2 separate regions of the Bombyx mori genome follow, and region 2 is linked to region 1. The links are chromatin contacts, called in public Hi-C maps. All regions are on one chromosome and are shown on one strand. Each heading gives the region's core, a stretch centred on a gene start, on an enhancer-like site or on the middle of the called end of the contact. The rest is flanking DNA. Distances are from core to core; before and after follow the strand shown.

Region 1 (3,261 bases), core at 255-2,754:
ATATACCGACACTCGACAGAAGTTCTACGCCGGCCCGTGTGTGCGTTTGATTCACACAAGCAGAGTCTACCAAAAAAAAACATCTAATACCTAAACACCGTTGAAAGTTTACCGAATCATTTTCGTTATATTGATTTATTCAAAATAATTTATTTGAATTAAAAAAAGAACGAAAATAGAGCTATCTCGGTTTATGGCTTCCGGCTCCATCAGCAGACCATGCCACCGAAGTGAGTAGGTACCTACTTGTTAAGAGAATTTCAATGAAATACGATGGAGCGCATTTCTGGCTTAACACATAATTATACAAGTTTAATTTTTTTCAGACTTTTACATAAAGCGGTAAAGTAATATGTGCTCTAATAAACATTATATCAAAATGACATACAGCTAACAAATATTTGTTTGCCAACATTTTTGTCAAATCCATAAATATATATGTTTCATAAGTATAAATATTTTATAACCATGCTAAAATTTGATCATTGGTTTCTGGATCGACAAATGACGTTGTACGACATGACTAATGTGGTCACTTTGGTGGTCATATGCAAATAATAAAATGGAACGTTCGCGACTAAGCCAAACATAACTGATTTATTGAATACAATATAAGCTCAATCAGAAGGCCGTTGCAAAACTATTTGAACTATAAGTCATTAAGCAACGGCTCATTTAAGGCGCTGCGGCTGTTGTTGCCTGTCAATAATTATTACGGAGAGTAATCCGTGATTGATGAACGCCAACAGTAGCCAGATCGAAGTTTAATTGACGCGGGCCCATTGTAAAGCAGCTCTCTCTAAAGCCGACCGATCGATAATATTATGTTGCGACAGTACACAAATCCCCAGTATTAATTAGATATAACTTTAATTAAATGCACGCGTGATGTAATGAAACTTAACTCGATGGAGAAATGGTTGATTGATAAACGCATGTGGAACGATAAAATAAGTGGGCACTTACTTTCGACATAATTAGGAGTCGTTTCCCTTGGCCTTGCTTACAGACTGTGAAGTTATAAATTTATAAATTAAATTAATCGGTGATAAATTAATGGCGATTTAAAAACTGCTAAAGGCTACTAATATGTTTAACGAAGAATAGGAAATAAATTTCGAAAATGATAAACGAACACCGTTGTTAATAAAACCAGTTTTTCGTCAACAAAAGTACAGTAAGTACATCATTGCTTAAACAGCCACAGTTCTGTTTGAGGTCTAGACGTGGCTGGAATGATCTGAGCTACACTTAGATGACCGGTAGCAAGCGAATCTGTACGTCAATTAGGGAGGTGAGGCGTCGCGGCGTGCGCTCGCGGCGGCGATTGTTTACGAGGCGCACGCGCGGCGCGTGTCCCCCCGCGCCCCGGCGGCAGCTGCTCCGCACAGGTGGCGCGTGTGGGAACTCGACGGCTCTCAGCGTTCCCACGATCGTGCGCCCTCCACTCCCTATATAAGCCCCCGCTCGACCGCCATACTGCATTCCGCGTTCTACGCTCTTCGCAAACGTACGCTCTTACTCACGACACACATACATTCAACATGTCATACGAGATCGCGTATTCGGTCGCGGAAGACGGTCCGCAGCCAGTCTCGCGCACTTATCAATATCGCAAAGTGATGAAACCGATGCTTGAGCGCAAGAGGCGCGCTCGCATCAACCGCTGCCTCGACGAACTCAAGGAGCTGATGGTCAGCGCTCTACAATCTGAAGGAGAGAATGTAGCCAAATTGGAAAAAGCTGATATCTTGGAACTGACCGTTCGCCATCTTCACAAGCTGAGACGCCAGCGTCGCTTGTCACTCAACCCTACCGTGGATGTGGATCGCTTCAGAGCTGGATTTACTCACGCCGCCAACGAAGTTTCCCGCTGTCTGGCTTCAATTCCTGGTGTGGACGTGAGGTTGGGCACTCAACTAATGACCCACCTCGGGCACAGACTGAACGAAATGCAGCGAGCAGCCGCTGGCACTGAAACTCCACCAGCAAGCCCTCCCAGCCCTGCTCTCTCGACTGTTTCTTCATCGTCTGGTTACGTGAGCCCATCTCCTCCGGCGTCACCGATGCCTCTACAGACAGCAACTCCATTGGACTGCAGCATGAACACCTCACTGCCCAAAGCATCGGCTGTGTGGCGGCCCTGGTAGACTACGGTGCCGGATGGAGCCGGCGGACCCGGCTCCGCGGTCACATCTGTTCCAGCACCGCTCGGAGTCGCTCGCGCCCTTATGTCCGCCCACCCTTAAGTTTAGTGTTTCATGTGAAAATATAAATTAGATCTCACAGTCAGCGTAGGTTATAAATCTTAGCTCGTAAGTCCAAACTTGAAAGCTTTAATTAAAAATTTAGTATCTAAGTTAATTTGTGATATTAAAAGAGTAATAGGTAGATAATGTATAAGAAATGTTGTATGTTGTATCGAACCATGATAAGTTCGCATTGTTATATTTTATCGTTAAAAGATTTCACATTTATGTGAACAAAATACATAATAATACGTTAATAAAAATATTATCTTTTACCACATTTACTGCATTTCATTAAACTTCGTCCTCGTAACATCCTGCATTCAAATTATCATTAAACCAATATCATTTACTTATTTATATTTCGATTGAAGGTTTTTGTATAGATAGGTATACAAATTAGTATCGTTTTCGGAAATTTTCAATTGCAGAGCTATTGAAATTTAGACAGGACAATCTGTCGGGTCTAAATATAGCAGCAGGTCAACAATCAACTAAACAAACAAATCACGAGTCAAATCTCGCGAGATAAGCCGTGAAAGAGGTTAAGGGCGCCCGCGAACCTCTGACACTGAAGTCGGCGCCGCGCGTGTGAGTAACTTTCCTGTTTACATCTCGGAGCTATTGACTCGCGCTACTTACATGATATAATCTTTCCACAACTAGACGTACAATTTACTTACTTATCGCGCTACATTTGAATTCTGAATCGCGTAGAAAGCCAAACGTGTTTACAACCGGTAGGCATATCTTTAAACATTAACCGCACGTCATGCGTCATCACGGAAATAATTATGCGAGATTCACGAAACCTTCAAGCGAACGATTGTGATAGTTTGACAGTTGCATACTTAGCAACACGTGCTTATAAACACAATTAGCGTTTGCTTGCTGACTAACACATGCTAGCTTAGAGACATTCTAAAAATGAATCACAATATCAGATCTAAAAATCGGATGTCAACGCAAATTTTCAAACATTGTGATTTTTTTTTTCAATTTATGTTTTGTT
Region 2 (3,261 bases), core at 262-2,761, 160 kb before region 1:
GATAATTAATTAATTAGCTGACTCGTGTCGATCCTTTGAGTGGGCGAGCCTCGGCAGCGGGAACGCTCACCGTAATACCACCGTTAATAGTAACGGTTACCGTCATTTTATTTATTTAATGGCCGTTTATTTCAGTCCACAAGGCGAGCTGGTCGGACGACAGTAAACATTTTTCAATTCAAGCGCTTTTTATTTATTTATTTATCATAACGGATCGTACTTTTGTTTTATAAATATCACATTAACTTCATTGTTTTGTGTGTGTGTGCGCGCGTTTTTTTTTTTAAATTGATCTTCATTACTGCCTCGAGATCTTGAAATAAGCTGATGCAAGTTTTTTTTTTTTTTGGTGTGGCTATCTGATGCGAAAAAGTACCTCGGGCGTTTTTTTGTTTTTAGAACTATTAACCGTTTACAATAATTTAATGATTGTAAATTAAAACGTATCTAGATAATATTGTAACTTTATGATATGATATTATCTGGCGATATTTAAGATGAGATGTGGTAAATACAATTTTCGTTTTACAATTCAATAAATGTATCTACTATTAAAAATCTTAAAATAGAGTACTTAACCGGTATCTGTATCCTATCTGAAACCTCATGAAATACTAATTGTGGTTTAAAAAAAGAGGAGAAGGTGATGGGGGAGATGTGCTCCGAACTAAACGCTTCACTTTCCCCCCTTTGATTTTTCATTAGTTCTGTCTCATGCGAGGTTCAGACGTGGATCGTTGAGCGACAGGAGGTTTTTAGTCGGTTCGACTCTGTTATGCCCCGCCCGCCATCCCTAGTGGAGGGCGGAAGTCCGACAATTTCCTCCTGACCAAAAAAAAAGTATAAAAATCTCTTTCTGTTTAGAGTGAAGATGAGGATGGAGAGATGAAGAGGGAAGAAAGAAGAGGAAGAGGTATCCGTCCTCACCTCCATCTCAGCATGCCACTTGATGCTCAAACCTGCACATATAGGCCCATACCAGCAATTTCATCACTCCTGCCTCGATAGGCAGGGAGTTACATGCCCCCCCGGAGGCCCACTCCGCGCCCCCGCAAGGGGACGCAACGACCCCACGGAACTACCTTAACTACATAGTTCAAATGAAGCTAGTATAAGCTCTTTAGGTAGCAGGCAGTATGTAGGCAAAAAAAATCCAAATCACGAAAATTTAAGCAACCCAATCAGTGAAGCTGTTTTCAAAGTGTTGCTCCGTCATACAATTTAATGGCAATTGATATTAAGTTTTAGATTTACATAAAATACATTTCCACGACATTCCTATAAAATTGTATGGTTCGTTTCACCAAATTAACACTAATTAAAAGCAATTCACTAAACTTTCTGTGCATTTTATGAACTCAAAATCAATAACGACTTAAATGATTTAAAGTATTATTAATATAAAAACTTGTCAAATTATCGAATAATATGTGTCAATATTATAATAATAAATAGATCTAATATTCAATTACTATTCACGAATATTTCGGTAAGTTGAAATTAAATAGTGTAGGGTCGTGCCACACTGATTTGTACGCGTGACGATAATAATAAACACGCATGCATAATCTCGCATTTTCCTAGTTAAAAGTCGTAACAGACATACCTTGATTCGTTAAATGATATCTTAAATGTATGCAATAAAGTTGAATTTACACTGTCAGTCTAATAATTAACGACCGTTTTCTTTAATCTTATAGATCGTTTACGTCAGGGCACTCGAAGTTACCCGAGCGTGCCCGAAGACATCCGAACGCTTTCGTGGGAAAATACGGCAGGTGTTGCCGATCCGCAGCACTTCTTGCTGAGTAAACACTCGTATACAAAATTATAAGCGACTCGAACCGTCTGTGCAAATGGAAAACATATTTTGTGTGCTTAATGATACTGTTTACTTTTTTGGTGCGGCTCGGTTATCGGGCCAAGGAGTTTTTTTTTTTTTTTTGCGGGAAACGGGTTCGAATTTTAAATACTGAGTCACGATCTTGTGGCATTATTTGATTTGCGATTAAATTGAATGTCACGAAAACGTATGAGCATCTTTTTTATATATTTTTTTGTGTGTGTAAATTATTATAGTCGTTTTCTGATATGGAATATGAACGATTGTCTACGTTTAAGGCTATGTCAAGTTAATTAATCCCCCTAAATTGTAATACATATAATGACTTGCTCTGAGCACCGAATATTGAAACATAAGTTTGAAAAAAATATTCCTTGAACTTACAAAATGGTGTTAAATTGGCGTAATTAAGGTTAATATTTTTTCCAAGTTTCAGAATGATCGCTATGCCACTGTTAGTAAACAAAATATATTTATTAATTGTGTTATTTGGCATGTTTAAAGAAAACATCAAATTAAATATAATGCACAGCCGATTAAATAAGCGGAAAATTTGCTATTTTCGTAAAACACATTTCAACGGACATTTTAGGCGGGAACCTAAATTGTGATGTTATGTTGTTAGTGTTGTAATTTGTAAATTTTTATATTATTATATTCACGTTTATTATTCAAGCTTGGACATAGCATACTCATATTAATTGCTGATTTTAAACCACTAAATATTTGAAAAATTCAACGAGTGAAGAGAAACAGAACACGAATGCTGGACGTAGGTAGCTTCTCAGCACTTTTAAAAAAAATCTATTGTAGTTTCAAAAAATTCCCGCCAAGTTATTATTACTTAAATATTATTAGCAAAACTGAGAAAAACTATAACGGCAGATAACCAATGGCCGTAAATAAACAACAGCTTTTTTTTTATTTAACAGGTACTGCACAAAGTTTTTTTTATATAAATTAAACCATCATCTACAATCCAATGTGACTTGTAATCGATACAGCGAAATTATCGTCAATAATGGTATTATTACTTGAACACCCAATTATTTTGGTATAATCGAAATTGAACCTTACTGCTTCGAACGTAAATGCTGTCAGTGATATTTACGGACATAGTACTGCAATTACTTCCATAATTATACGACCAAGACGCGACCTTCAACCGCCTTATAACTGTTTGGAAATTCATATGACATTTCTCGAAAACTCATACAGTTTAATGGTTTTCGAAGATAAATTAACAAAAACCAACACATTCTCTTCCCTTGAGATTTTGATATTCCCAAAAAAAAATTTATCGCCAACCCGTGAACCGCATATTTTTATTCAGATGAATGAATTTTTTCAATGATAAGGAAGTGAATATACTGCATTTGTGTGTGCCCATAGTACACGGTACAATTAAGATACCGTTA

The links. A called contact is a pair of places that touch in the nucleus more often than the background predicts.
Region 2: a Hi-C map of whole pupa shows a contact between it and region 1, with 1.9 times the contacts expected there. The contact joins the enhancer-like site here to the promoter of E(spl)mbeta in region 1. A contact is called at or near these places in 2 of 7 Hi-C or Micro-C datasets (middle silk gland and whole pupa).

Annotation. Positions count from the first base shown.
Region 1 is chr3:10,071,672-10,074,932 of ASM3026992v2, reverse strand. It overlaps E(spl)mbeta (enhancer of split mbeta), which reads left to right and starts at 1,504. Exons shown (of 1, transcript NM_001170995.1): 1 at 1,504-2,528. The coding sequence starts at 1,545. The coding sequence ends at 2,150. The region is part of intron 1 of LOC100302603 (enhancer of split mbeta-2); the gene reads right to left.
Region 2 is chr3:10,234,926-10,238,186 of ASM3026992v2, reverse strand. All of the region lies in intron 1 of LOC100302603 (enhancer of split mbeta-2), which reads right to left. LOC134201507 (a long non-coding RNA gene) reads left to right here. Exons shown (of 4, transcript XR_009976843.1): 3 at 865-913; 4 at 1,701-3,261. Among protein-coding and RNA genes, the nearest start is that of LOC101741933, 12 kb to the right of the region's middle. Within about 2 kb of position 1,511, at least 6 of the 8 cell types and tissues checked have open chromatin away from gene starts, as enhancers often do.